Regions from separate parts of the Zea mays genome. Here all the other regions are linked to region 1. The links are chromatin contacts, called in public Hi-C maps. All regions are on one chromosome and are shown on one strand. Each heading gives the region's core, a stretch centred on a gene start, on an enhancer-like site or on the middle of the called end of the contact. The rest is flanking DNA. Distances are from core to core; before and after follow the strand shown. Region 1 holds the start of LOC107282093 (Caffeoyl-CoA O-methyltransferase1). Region 2 holds the start of LOC103629531 (ethylene-responsive transcription factor RAP2-9). Region 3 holds the start of LOC100282984. Region 4 holds the start of LOC100191199 (putative serine/threonine protein phosphatase superfamily protein). Region 5 holds the start of LOC541954 (enhancer of zeste 1).

The links. Hi-C and Micro-C count contacts between places; a contact is called where the count stands out from the background.
Region 2: a contact with region 1 is called in a Hi-C map of bundle sheath, with 4 times the contacts expected there. The contact joins the promoter of LOC103629531 here to the promoter of LOC107282093 in region 1. A contact is called at or near these places in 2 of 25 Hi-C or Micro-C datasets (bundle sheath and endosperm).
Region 3: a contact with region 1 is called in a Hi-C map of endosperm, with 2.4 times the contacts expected there. The contact joins the promoter of LOC100282984 here to the promoter of LOC107282093 in region 1. A contact is called at or near these places in 3 of 25 Hi-C or Micro-C datasets (bundle sheath, endosperm and leaf) and 1 of 3 datasets of contacts at active chromatin or transcription factors (leaf).
Region 4: a Hi-C map of ear shows a contact between it and region 1, with 2.6 times the contacts expected there. The contact joins the promoter of LOC100191199 here to the promoter of LOC107282093 in region 1. A contact is called at or near these places in 5 of 25 Hi-C or Micro-C datasets (ear, leaf and tassel) and 1 of 3 datasets of contacts at active chromatin or transcription factors (leaf).
Region 5: a contact with region 1 is called in a Hi-C map of leaf, with 3 times the contacts expected there. The contact joins the promoter of LOC541954 here to the promoter of LOC107282093 in region 1. A contact is called at or near these places in 7 of 25 Hi-C or Micro-C datasets (bundle sheath, ear, endosperm and 2 more).

The regions. Positions count from the first base shown.
Region 1 is chr6:88,747,302-88,750,118 of Zm-B73-REFERENCE-NAM-5.0, forward strand. It overlaps LOC107282093 (Caffeoyl-CoA O-methyltransferase1), which reads left to right and starts at 1,287. Exons shown (of 5, transcript NM_001320647.1): 1 at 1,287-1,491; 2 at 1,590-1,669; 3 at 1,751-1,895; 4 at 2,028-2,159; 5 at 2,262-2,748. The coding sequence starts at 1,366. The coding sequence ends at 2,555.
Region 2 is chr6:89,114,431-89,117,130 of Zm-B73-REFERENCE-NAM-5.0, forward strand. It overlaps LOC103629531 (ethylene-responsive transcription factor RAP2-9), which reads left to right and starts at 1,291. Exons shown (of 3, transcript XM_008650628.4): 1 at 1,291-2,662. LOC118472198 (a long non-coding RNA gene) reads right to left here. Exons shown (of 2, transcript XR_004850207.1): 2 at 1-1,295.
Region 3 is chr6:88,363,427-88,366,290 of Zm-B73-REFERENCE-NAM-5.0, forward strand. LOC100282984 reads left to right here and starts at 1,275. Exons shown (of 4, transcript NM_001155888.1): 1 at 1,275-1,345; 2 at 1,496-2,012. The coding sequence starts at 1,527.
Region 4 is chr6:88,380,643-88,383,496 of Zm-B73-REFERENCE-NAM-5.0, forward strand. LOC100191199 (putative serine/threonine protein phosphatase superfamily protein) reads right to left here and starts at 1,466. Exons shown (of 3, transcript NM_001136634.1): 1 at 1,112-1,466. The coding sequence starts at 1,289.
Region 5 is chr6:89,027,948-89,030,647 of Zm-B73-REFERENCE-NAM-5.0, forward strand. LOC541954 (enhancer of zeste 1) reads right to left here and starts at 1,293. Exons shown (of 16, transcript NM_001111608.2): 1 at 1,154-1,293. The coding sequence starts at 1,246.

The DNA of each region.
Region 1 (2,817 bases), core at 37-2,536:
GGATCCGGCTAAAGTGAGGGAGATAATAGGATGGAAGATACCGAGCTCAGTCACTGAAATCCAGAGTTTTCTAGGACTCGCGGGTTATTACCGGCGTTTTATTGAGGGATTCTCCAAGATAGCCAAGCCTATGACCACACTATTGGAGAAGTGAAAAGAGTTCAAGTGGACACATGCTTGTCAAGAGAGTTTCAATCAGCTGAAGAAAAAGGATAAATTACTTAGTTGGGAAAAAGGGTTACTTGCTCTAGTTGAGTTAATGGTTGCTTGTTCTGAGTTCCTATTGATGAGCTTCTCCGTGGTACGGAAATCTTGAGTGTTGTGATGTGCCTTATATCATGGTTGGGCCGGTACGGCAAGAACATCGGTCTACCATGCTTTAAGGTGGACCCTACCTAACTTTTGATATTTGAGCACGGTATGTCCTAATCTAAAATTATTCTATGTCGTGTTAGGCCTAAAAATGGACTAAACCGTGCCCATGCGGCATAGTGTGACTTTTAACTCTAGTCAGCACAGATTAACTAATAAATATAAAAGAAAAAAATATTTTTTAGATGGAAACTGGTTTTATTATAGGAGAGATTTCCCACGACCCGAACAACCGGACGGATGATGATTGATGCACGGAAATCGGAAAGCAAGAGTGGGTTGGTGGGTGGGTCCGTCCCCAGCGAGCCGCGGCAGGCACCAATTGGCCACCAACAACACGTCCCCGGTGGCCGGTTTGGTCTCCGTAGGAAGCAACCCGCCGCGGCCGGGCAGGGCCCAGCACTCTGCCAGGTCGGTCAGAGTCAGCCGCGCGCGCTGTTCTTCCCACAATCCACACCCACCAACCCCTCTCCCCACACTCGTCAACCACGGCCACGCTCGCTGGGCACCATGGCCACCGGGCAAACGGGAACGGGAGGCTGAAGGCCTCTTCACCAAACGCACGGATCAGGTCATCAGACCAGTGGCCAGCCTACCGCTGCGCACTGGCACGGCGCACCTATGCCCGGGTCCGGCAAGCCTAACCACACCAACCAACCCACAGGGCCACACCCACACCGACCGTGTCCGTCCGCTGACGCGCCGGGCCCGGACCCCGTCGCTCGCACGACCGACTGCTTCTTCACCTTCACGTTGGCCATATTTGAGTAGCGTCACATTGGCCGTCGCGTTGGCCTACTTGGCAGTGGATGCCAAGCTCTCACATGGCTCATCTTCGCCTTCGCCTTGCCGCCGCGCGTTATATAAGCCGCCCCGGCAGGCAAGGTCGGTCAATCCAGCAATACCCGAGTACCCGACGCGCTAGCTAGTTCTATTGCCGCACCCCAGATCTCCAGGAGGGACTCGTTCGTTCAGCTAACTACACTGCACGCAATGGCCACCACGGCGACCGAGGCGGCGCCGGCGCAGGAGCAGCAGGCCAACGGCAACGGCGAGCAGAAGACGCGGCACTCCGAGGTCGGCCACAAGAGCCTGCTCAAGAGCGACGACCTCTACCAGGTAAACACTCCGATCCTGCCTGCCCATTTCCGGCCTCGCGCTCTAGATCTTATCTTCCGTGACTCGAATCTGACCGGGGGAAGAATCACTTCCACCAGTACATCCTGGACACGAGCGTGTACCCGCGGGAGCCGGAGAGCATGAAGGAGCTCCGCGAGATCACCGCCAAGCACCCATGGTATGTTCCGCTTTCCCGGGCCGATCTCTCGGCGGCGACCTAGCTGCTGGACAGATCGAGATCTGAAAAAATGGCGTGCAGGAACCTGATGACGACCTCCGCCGACGAGGGGCAGTTCCTGAACATGCTCATCAAGCTCATCGGCGCCAAGAAGACCATGGAGATCGGCGTCTACACCGGCTACTCCCTCCTCGCCACGGCGCTCGCCCTCCCGGAGGACGGCACGGTCCGTCGTTGTTCCCTCCCTTTTCTCAGATCTGCCACCCCACCTCCCTGAAGGCGAAGCAGCTAGCGGTCCTCCCACTGATAAACCAAGGATTTCTCTCTCCCTCTCTTTGTTGTTCGTCCCGCCCCGCAGATCTTGGCCATGGACATCAACCGCGAGAACTACGAGCTGGGCCTGCCCTGCATCGAGAAGGCCGGCGTCGCCCACAAGATCGACTTCCGCGAGGGTCCCGCGCTCCCCGTCCTCGACGACCTCATCGCGGAGGTACGAAATGGCCAGGCCGCCAGATCTGTGCTTCTTCGCCTATATCGATCGAGTAGAAGTTGACATGACATCTCGGACCCGTGTCTGTCTGCATCTGCGCAGGAGAAGAACCACGGGTCGTTCGACTTCGTCTTCGTGGACGCCGACAAGGACAACTACCTCAACTACCACGAGCGGCTGCTGAAGCTGGTGAAGCTGGGCGGCCTCATCGGCTACGACAACACGCTGTGGAACGGCTCCGTCGTGCTCCCCGACGACGCGCCCATGCGCAAGTACATCCGCTTCTACCGCGACTTCGTGCTCGTCCTCAACAAGGCGCTCGCCGCCGACGACCGCGTCGAGATCTGCCAGCTCCCCGTCGGCGACGGCGTCACCCTCTGCCGCCGCGTCAAGTGAAAACATGGCCTGGCCTGGCCTGCCCCACCACCGCCACCGACGGCGCCGCCGGCCGCATCCTCATTCCAATCATAATAGACGACCCGCAGCATTAATTATCCACCGGCTTTTTTTTTGGCTCTTTCTTGCCCCTGTAATCTTTCTCCTCCTCTTCCTTCTTGGGAATTGTCGCCGCCGTTTCGATACGTAAATCACGAGATCGGTAATACAGTAATGCTCCTCAATTTTACAATATACTCCTACTATTACTACTGCTACCGTG
Region 2 (2,700 bases), core at 41-2,540, 370 kb after region 1:
CAGACAGAACTGAGCGTGCCATATCAAGATTCCATGTTGCATCACGGCGTTCCCAGTGCGCACCGACCATCAATTATATCGAGCGCACTAATGACCGCACCTGTCACACCAAAACCTAACGAGCGACTAGTTTACTCTGCTAAAAACTCCCTGGCGATAAGCTCATAGTCACCGTCACACACTCACAGCGCGCAAGCGCCGGCCGTCCCTGTCGCCACACACCAGGCAGCCCACAGCCGTGCGCACCGACTCGCGCCCGCGAAAAATCCCGCCACGCACACGCCCTAATCGCCATCCCACCCACCCAGTCACGCCCCCACGCCTAATCCCCACCTGGCCGTTCGCCTAATCCCAACTATTTATATACCCCCACCGCTCATAGGCGCAAGAGAAAGAGGGAAAGAGAAGAGATACACGCAGACCAGTAGCAAGCCAAGCAGCGCCCACGAGGTAGGGATGGCAATTTCACCCGCGGGTTCGGGCCCCGTCGGGTTTTGCACCCGTCAGGTTCGGGTTCGGGTGTAAAAATCCACCCACGGGTTAGACCCAAACCCGACCCGAAGCATTACGGGTGCGGGTGCGGGTTTTGATTTTCGCCCGCGGGTCACCCGGAACCCGGAGCTACGCCCGAAGCGCAGAGTTGCAGCCGGCCACCCGCCCAAGTCCCGTGCGCATCCAGTTTGTATTCCAGTGGGCCCTGAGAAAAACCCAAATCCCTCAACCCCAAGTCCCCAACCGGCCGCCATAGCAGATTAGCAGGCTAGCACCACTGCACCAGGCGTCCAGGGCTCCAGGCGGCCGCGGCCACGATAGATCCGCCCGCCGCTGCCCGCCCCACCCCGGCCACCCCCTCCGCCGTCACCACCACCGGAGGACGCATCCCCAGGGCCGCCGCATCCTGCTCCTGCCGGATCCCCAGGACCACCGGAGGAGGACGCATCCCTAGGAGCCACCGAGCGTCCGAGGCCAAGCCAGGAGTCCAAGTCTCCACTATCTAGGACCGGCACTCCCCACTCCGGCACTCCCCAGGACCACCGGAGTCCGACTGCAGCGGCCAGCGGCGCAGCCTGCTCCCACCACGTACGAGGTTCCTATCCTTGTAGGTGAGGTGAGCCGTGAGCATGTCCCTTGGCCCTTGCACAGCTTGACTTGAGCAGCTCTAATTTGTAAATTGCAGAGTCTGATGTCTGACCAAGGTGCTTCGAGGCCGAGCAGGAGCAGTCGTCAAGTTCCCACAAAGAGCAGTGCTGTGGTTGCAGGAGGTTCCTCAAGTGCAGCTACACCGACGAGTGCTGCTGCAAATGAAATGCCATCTTCAAGTGTTCAAGCTCCACCATCAGAAGGTACAGAACATGTGGTCGTAAATGATGATGATGATAATGTACAAGTTGGATGCAAAAGGAAGCTGAAATCTGATGTGTGGCTTGAATTTGAACAAGTAACAGTTGGGGGTAAAATGAAAGCTGAATGCACTTGGTGTAAAAAGCTACTAGTTGGAGATAGTAGAGCCGGTACTAATCACTTGCGTGGTCATCTCATCGTGAAAGATGGCATGACTGTTATGGAAAAGGGTGTTGAAAGAATACGTGATAGTGTTGGGTTTTGGTGTGCCACGCCAAAAAGGCATGAACGTTTTGAACGGACAGCAAATCAAATGAATATTAAATATGGTAGAAGGATAACTCTAGATTGTAAGACAAGATGGAATTCAACCTACGTTATGCTTAGCATTGCATTAGAATACCAATCAGTTTTTGATCGACTTGCAAGTAAAGAGAAGCTTTGTGCTCATTTTAAGCCAACAACAGATGATTGGGAGTTTGCTAGGGAGCTTTGTGGTAGGCTGAAAATATTTTTTGATGCAACTGAGCTATTGTCAGGCACTAGTTATGTAACAGCTAATCTTTTTTTCCCCAAAATTTGTGGAATTTATTTGGCCATTGATAAATGGAGAACTAGTGCCATTCCAAAGGTAGAAGAGATGTCTGTCTTGATGAAAGATAAGTTTAAGAAGTATTGGACAGATGTACATGGGCTTATGGAAGTAGCCACTGTTTTAGATCCTAGGTACAAATTGAAGTTCATGAAAGCTTTTTATAGCACCATTTATGGGGAAGAAAGTCCAACTACAGACGATGAAGTGTGTAGAGTCAAAAATTTGTTGTATGAGTTGGTGTTAGAATATCAAGAATCTATGGAGGGCATGGCAACAACAGATGCTGTAGGTGCATCTAGTAGGGGCTGTAGGGCCCCCAACGAAGGAGATGACTTGATGTTTGGAATCTTTGATAAATTCTTGTCGGAAGAACCTGATTGTTCATCTTTTGTGCGCACTGAGTTGGATTTATATTTGGAGGAGCCAACACTGCCAAGAACTCAAGAGCTAGACATAATTAATTGGTGGCAATATGCAGGGATCAAGTACCCCACTTTGAGAAAGATTGCTCGAGATATCATGGCAATTCCAGTCACAACTGTTGCATCTGAGTCTGTATTCAGCACTGGGGGAAGAGTAATAAGCCCACATCGAAGTAGACTAGCACCAAAAACAGTTGAAGGATTGATGTGTATGCAAGCTTGGTCTCGTGCTAACATGTTAGGCGATCAATCCTGTTTTGTGAATGCTCTAATGACATGTTTGGAGGATGAAGAAGAAGAAATGGTAACATTGAGTTTCTTAACATTTATTTTCTTACTTTT
Region 3 (2,864 bases), core at 25-2,524, 380 kb before region 1:
GATGAACGAATAATACGCAACACAGAAAAGAAAGAAACGTTTGTGTTAGTTTTCCTCTCAACTAACCAACCAAACAAACGTTTTATTGTAAACTTTCTCTAATATATATAGCGTTTTTTTGTCGGTGCTGTTCTCCTTTCTGCAAAGATCCAGTACGTTTTAAATGGTGTGGACTGTGGAGGCGGGCAGTCGCAATCACATAAGGGAGGATTTAATATTAAAGACGCTCGACAAAGCTCGAAAAGAAAAGAAAGAAAGAAAGAAAACGGCATCCATCGACAAAGTCACAAGCTGACACGACCGACACACGCCGATGGGCTAGCTTTACCAGAAGGAATCCCATCCGTCCAGTCCGGATCCATGCCTGATTGACTGGGCCAGGCCAATCATCCGTGTAGAAATGTTCGTTCGTTACTTGACAGAAACGCCAAGACCGTAAAGACGGCTACTTAGCCCTCATACATATAAGGGCAACTAAATGAAGGATGTATTAAGAGATCTGTAAGGTCTTGTTAATGACAGTTCTCTCTGGACTTTTGATGCGCGTCTTCCAGAGAGCTCGGGATGTTTTTTTATAATCTTCATAAAAGTAAAGTTTAAAATTGAAGATGAGACGTTAATGAACTAGCTACTACGTGTAAACGAATGGCAATCGACACTTTGGTGCTTTGGGTGATGTACCAGGCCTCCTACAGAGTTGCAAAGCTCAGGACAACCGTGCTCGGCATTAGTAGTTAGTACCCTGCCGGACGAGCGTACGACACAAACCGTTTGACAGCAAGTGAGCGAAAGAAGTCATCCAATCCAACGTGCCAGCAGCACTCATTCGACAAACATGCCCGGGATTCAACAAATTTTCGTACAAAAATCTTTTCAAAAATGCGATCTCAAACTCCAAGACGAGAGACATGGGTCCCCTGTGCCTGTGGCCTGCGCCACACACACATTCCTCTCCACCGTCCCCACTCGCTGCCGACACTCCAGTGTCCAGTCGCCCACGTACCCGGCACCCCGCTGCCGTGCCCGTGCTCCATCCCGCTCCGTGTCCCACCACCACGCGGCCTTCGCTCCCTACTGGCCACGGTGTCTCCCGCCGCAGCGGATCCCAAGGGAAGTTCCCTGGCCTTTCCGTGCGTCACTGCTCGCTCTCCGCCTCCACCTCTTTTAGTGCGGCCGCCTGCCAGTGCGGTGTCCACTGTCCAGCCAGCCATCCAGGCCCAGGAGCGCGAGTTCTGTGCCTGTGCCTCTGCTCCACCTCCCCTGCCCCTGCGCCCCAAGTCCACGTCCACCACTTAGCACTCACGCTGCTCGCTCGCTCGCTCGTACACGCGCCCGCTTCGCGCAGGTGCGTGTAGAACGACGGAGGCATTCCATTTCCGACTGAGCCGTGTGTGTTTGGATCGGATCGGACAACCCCTGCCAAAACCGCGTGTGCCGGCGCTGTTCTGCCTCTGATCGTGTGTGCTGCTGTTGGTTTTGGTTTTGGTTTGGCTAGGGAAGGAACCGTGGGAGGGAAGCGGACGGACATGATGCACGCCAAGTCGGAGTCGGACGTGACGAGCCTGGCGGCGTCGTCGCCGCCTCGGTCGCCGAAGCGGGGCGGCGGCGCCGCCGGCAACGGCGGCTACTACGTGCAGAGCCCGTCGCGGGAGTCGCACGACGGCGGCTACAAGTCCTCGTCGATGCAGCCCACGCCGGTCTACAACAGCCCCAACGAGTCGCCGTCGCACCCCTCCTACGGCCGCCACTCCCGCTCCTCCTCCGTCAGCCGCTTCTCCGGCAACCTCCGCAAGGGCGCCGCCGGGGACCGCAAGGTGCTCAACGACAAGGGGTGGCCCGAGTGCAACGTCATCGAGGAGGAGGGCCCGTACGAGGACCTCGCCGGCGATAGCGGCCTCTCCCGCCGCTGCCAGATCATACTCGGCTTCCTCACCTTCGTCCTCCTCTTCACCGTCTTCTGCCTCATCATCTGGGGCGCCGCCCGGCCGTACGAGCCCGAGGTCATCGTCAAGGTATACACAATTAGTTCCACGTCCACCCCTAAATTGGAGTCTGAGCAACCTCAGTTCACTTCTTCTTCTTCTTCAGTTTATGGGATAATAGTCGTTCCTCTTCCTCTCTGTTTGGTTGTTTCCTATCTAATCCCTAAACCGAGTAATTGACCGCTAGTTACTAAATTTGACTCATGTCTGATGTCCCACGGTTCCAGCGGTAGGCGAGATGGGTTACATCACCATCCAATTGATTGGTGGCTCAGTTGGACAGTGATATGTTGGACACTAATGAGGAACAAGACAGCAATGCAGATTGGGATTTTACAATTGCAAGCTGGGTGTGGGTGTGATTTTGGTTTTGTTGCTCAGATATTGCGGTTGCGAGTAAGTGGTGAACCCGGGGGGGCTAATTTTGCGGTAGCTTGTTAAGCTCTAGTTGGAGTATAGATTGGTTCATGACTTCGAATTGTATAAGTTCAGTTGATGCTCTTTTTACTGTATAATAACAGACTGGTTTCTTTGTGCCAACATTTTCCAGTTCCTCTGAAAATGAAACCAATGTCTGTTTTATATCTGCAGAATCATAAACTAATTAATAATGAGATCTGATGGAATCATAAACGAATATCTGTTTTATATCTCCAGTTCCCCAGGTCTTAAACAATGGACCTCACTGAAGACTGAATAAAAGTCAAATATACCAAGTCTCATTGCAGATTAATAATGAGATCTCTGATGGGATGTTGCTGGCTGGCAGTGGCACTGCATTTAGCATGCTGACTTTTGGGGCTGCATTTTGCAAGAAAACAAAATCGCTTCGATGATCAACACGCGTTTATGATTCGCACTATTTGGCATGGCAAAACTTCG
Region 4 (2,854 bases), core at 216-2,715, 370 kb before region 1:
GACATCATATAAGCCATATGAGAAAAATTATGGAATGCATTTTTATAACTTATACTTCAAGATGGAGAGAGTATATGACAGTACCAATACCACCATAAACTAGATGAAAGAAAATTCAAATAGCAAAATGAAATTAGAAAGAATGTCCTTTGGACAGCAAGCCTCAGCTGCCCCAACAAAGAAACCAAATATAATATTTGCAGTATGGTGTTAACAGAACTTAGCACAAGTTTCACAAGACAAAATAGTTCCACATGGTTGGCAAATATTAAACATGCAACATGATTACTGACTAGGGGTGATGACCCTCCCATTGAGTTTCGACACATTTATGTCTAGTACAGAGGGTAAATAGCATAGCACTCACACAATTTCATCTTGAACCAAACATTATGAATACTTGTTGACTTGGCAAGGTAAGCCATTTTTAGCAATTGTGTTATGAAAGGATGCTACGCTGCAGAAAGTATAGATCTACACAATATGTCATGGTTATCTGTGTCAAGGGATAGTTCCTCTATGTGACCAATAAAAATAGACAAACTATGTGAACACAACAAATTAAGTTATTCACACTACCACAAATTTTTTTCCTTCGAATCAGTCTCCCTGATATGTATTTTCTTCGCCACTTTACTTTTATTGGGCAACCACAAAATGCTCATGAGATAACCACCAACATACTAGCCTGCAAGTTAGTGATTAAAGTTTCAAAGAATACTTTTTCCTGCCACTCAAGCTCACTTTTCTCTCTAATCTGCAACCTTGAGCAGTTTAGCATGATATAATGTCATATGAAAATATGACAATATATAACATATGTCCAACTTGCTTTTGTTATAATGAACTTTGTAGACAGAGACCAGAATGCCACAGCGAGGAGCAGGCTCTTCTGGATGTAAATGCTATAAATAAATAAATTGTATGGCAGACTCCAAATTTCAAATTCCAAAATGACTAGAGATGTGTTCTTGCAGTTCTCCCAATGATTTTTAACAGACTACACTAAGGATAGAGAGAAAATATGGTAAATATCAGCCTAACAGGCTAGCAGACCTAACAGGCTAGCACGCTTAGTCGCATACCAGGGTTGTCGGGAGGGAGCTCTTACCGCATATCTTAATGGGGGCCTCGAGCTCCAGGAGGTTGGGCTGGGAGAGGAAAACGTCCTTGGCGGTGGCGCAGAGGCGCCGGATCTCGGCGTCAGTCACCTGCGCGTTGCGCGGGGTGCGCCCGCCGCGGGCCTCGAGGAGCCGCCGGATCAAGTCGTCAATCGCCGCCTCGTCCATCGCCTCGCCGGGAAAGGAACGGGATCGGAGGGTTAAACCCTAGCTCAAGTGCCGCCGCGTCGCGCCGTCCCTCGCGGGTAAGCCCTCGCCCAGACGCGGAAGCCGCTAAACCCTAGCGGCTCCCTCTTTGTCGGGAGGACGACACGGGAACGGGGAGAGCGTAGAAGGGATGGCTGGAAGCCTGGAAGTCTTGTCACAGCCGGTTCTAGGGGTATAACGAGGGCATACATATGTGTCATGATCCATTTTACACATATATTGACGTCACAAGTGTAATATATCAAAAGACAATGTAATAAAGGTGTAAAGAGATTAGAATACTTTATTACATTATCTGAAACATTGTATCTTTAACAAGTATCACATCAAAGTAAAGCGAAATTTAAATAACAGGGACAATCTCCCACAGGAAGATGACCGGCGTATCGTTAGACTTAGAATTCATTGTCGTCAAAATCTCCATCAAAGTCTCCAGCATCACCCTTTGATCAAAATATTAGCAAGGGTGAGCTCAATTATGGTCAGAGCTCAGCAAGTGGGGAAAAAATTAATGCAGGTATAACAAGATGAGGCCAAGGTTGAGCAGTAAGCATTTTAGCTGGTCAATATTTTATTAACAACATTTGTCTTACTAATAAGTGTGAATCACAAGTATCTCATTTAATCAAAGGAATATGAATATAACAAAAACACTTAAGTGAAATCACTTAAGCAAATCATTGGCAGATCATCGGATTTCAATTTAATTCCATCTTCAAGTTCAATTATCATGTGAGGAGTCCAGGTCGCTCATAACCGGGAGCACGGCTGATATATCAGTTTTACACTCTGCAGAGGTGGTACAACTTTACCCACAAGCCATGCATCCCATCTAGCCCGGGTTGATCGGACCCTTAAACACTGCCGAGGTGAATGGCTAGGGATCCATTATGAGGCTTTCACAAAATACACTTAATACGAAGCAACCCACTAAGGTTTCTAAAGACGATGGTGGTGGCCCCCTGAGTGAGGTACCTTAGCCAAGAATACATCCTCATGTTAACGTGGGCTGCCAACACCTACCGCACCCCCTCTTGCCCATATTTCAGGTAAGGTTGCTAGGTACTAAGCATATAAAGCTAATTACCAAAGCCAGAGCCATGATAGCACTCGTGGTTGCACTGTTATCCTGGGTGGCCGCTCCATGTTCCAATTAATTTGAAATAATGTTGCGTTAACCATCGGGTTAATGTCATAATTGCCAATTTCAATTTTGGAACATTATACCAATTAATGAGTGACATTAAAATCATTAAGTTGAGCGGTAGCACAAATTTGCAAAGCTTAATAATTTCTCAGGGTAAACAAGGAATACAGTTGGTAAATCTAGGAAATCCTTAATTAGGTAAAACCCATCAAATTATGCAGTATATCAAAAAGTAAACTTTATTATATGCAATGAGTGGGTACAACAAGAATATGCAGAGGGAGAATCCACTTGCCTTGCTCAAAAGCGTCTTGCGGGTCGTCCTCGAACGTATTCGAATCCTCTACCACAAAATCAGCTTCTAATAACGTCGTATGTT
Region 5 (2,700 bases), core at 43-2,542, 280 kb after region 1:
CACAGCTCCAATATTATTAATAAAAATAGCTCACAAGAGAAAAATGGATACTCAATTCTAACGTTATTCTTGACTGTTTTGCATGCAAGACGCAGATAAGGCTAGGAAAAAAACAAATGGACTGCATAAAAACAAACATTTTAAGGGAACACATACACATGAAATCCCTGAGTTATATATCATATTGATTTGATTCATTCAACAGATGAGCAAAACTTAGGCAATGGCATTTAAAATATACTACTCCTTGAGTCCAAGAATGTTTCGATTCAAGATCAAAGGTTTACATATAACAGTTAAACATGACTAACTTCATTCTTGTATAATGCCAGCGGTTATCCACATTCACATCATCTTACATGAGCACACTGTTTACATGAAATCATATGCAAAAAAAAAATACTTACTTAGTTCTGCATTCTGATATGAGTAAGATATTACAGTAGAGAAAATAACGTTTAAGAACATGAAAACAATTCCTTTTACAGTGTTCCTTATTGTGCTGGTTAAGTATCTCCGCACGGTATACAATGGTTGCACCCCTAGAAATCCCTTCCACGGGAAAATGGAATAAGTCCATAAAATATAGTCCAGCTCTTCGGAGTTCAAAAGCAAATCAATCCGAAGCAGGGATGTAGCCTGTGAAGCTACATTCCCTGAATTCAATATAGAAGTCACTGGAAAAGATGATACAATACAACCTCACAGAAAAGATTCGGAGTCCAGCTCCAGGCTGAAAGTACAGTAGTTATTCCGATTCCATCAACTTTTTTATGGAATGCAGTCTACTGTTGACCAGTCCACTGTCCCGTCTCTGAAAACAACCAGAAACGAAACCAGGTCGCCCCCTGGAAAAAAAACACCGCGGCAACCCCACCTACCGCCGCCACAAAAACAGACACCTCAGTAAAGGAGCGCGCACGCGCAGCAGCACAAACAAAGCAGCTAGCCAAAGCTCCGCATCGAAATCCGGCGCCTGCAACTCGACACCCCCACAGACGCCACCAGATCTCTGCTCAAATTACTCCGAACCGACCGATCGCCGCCACATCGACCACCAAATCCGATCGACATTGCCCCCTCGACCTAAGACAAGAACCACACGCCGACCGCGCACGCGGAACCTCAGCACCGCGGGAGGGGAGAGGCGAACCTGGGCGGCGCTGCTAGATGGGCGAGACCGGCCCGCGGAAGCCGAGGCAGATGCGGACGACGCCACTACCGCCGCGGCAGCCTCTGCTTCCATCACCCGTGGAAACCCTAGCCCCGCGCGCTCTCCCGCCCTCACACGCGAAGTCGCTTGGAAAAAAATGAACGAGGATTTGGTGGGGGAGGGAGGGGTGGGGGGAGAAGAGGGGGAGGGAGAGAGGTGAAGCGGGGCTGCGGAGGAGGGTGAGAGAGGCGTTTTTGTTTTGAAATGAGCGGCTCGTGACCTTGTGGCCTGTGGGAGTGTGGGGTGAGGCTGGCAGCGGGCTGGCTGCCTACCGGTTACCTGTGGTCATCTCGTGGCGCCAGCAGCCGTGGTGAGGGGTCACACTAGACTTTGGCTTATCTATGGTCACTGATCTGTTGGACCGCCATAGAGTGGGACCGGATGTCAGTGGGTTCAAGTAGGTTCTTCGTGGGAACGTGGTGTTAAAAGGGAACGCGCGTGGCGTGGCTGCGTCAGATAACAAACGGTGCGCCGCGGCGGGTTATCGGTACGTGTGAGCGTTATTATGGTTTTTATTTATGGTAGGAAAAACCAGTGTGCTCGTCTTTTCTGTTCCCAAATAGTTACCGTATGGCCTATGTTGCTTGTTCCTCCGTCAGCATAAAATATCGAATACAAGGAAATTTTATTATAACCTCGAGATAAAACAATCCCGGTCTCTGTGCATTTGTCCTTGAAGCTGTCAAACGATAATCCGAGAGCATTTTCAAAAAAAAACGTAGCATAACATAACATGGTCCTTGTTTGTTTTGGCTTCTGGTTGAATTCTAGTCGTCTTTTCTCAGTCCGTTTATGTGAGAATCATTTTTATGTGTGAAAATCGCTTGATTCAACGCGTAAATGTAGAATTTATCGAGTCGTTGCGACGCAAGGAATCTATGGCTTCTTAAACCCTAAATTGTGCATGCCCCTTTATCTTGCTCTGCATAGAAGCCTCGTGATATCTAGATTCTCGTGACAGCTATATTATCCAAGAATTCATATTCTCAGAAAAGTTCTTCCAAAAAAGTTGTCTCAAACAGGCCCATAATTCCTTAAAGCGGTCCCATCAAAAGTCAAAACCAAGCCATCTATGATCATAGATGTCTATCCAGTTAATAAACCATCAACCACGGCATGTTGAAGCGCATTAGCACTCAGCTATAGTTTTACAGTTCTAACAAAACAATATGTAAACAAGGATCAACTAGAACAATTTAGTTTGGTATTAACAAAAATTCAGATTCAAAACTTTAAATGACATACACTATGTCAATTAAAATTAAATATCGTCGTGTTTGTATATTTAGTTGACTATGCATTCGAGACCTCGACACAATGCAATACAATTGTTATGTTTATTATCAAGTTTTAGCCCCCTTTGGGCACAGAAAAAATAAAGGAAGAATGTAGGATCAAGATTCCTATGCATTGAGTCAACCGTAGCACCCTTTGTTTCACATGGATTGCATGTAAGAAAATGTAGACAGCTTTTCTCGCTTGATCTC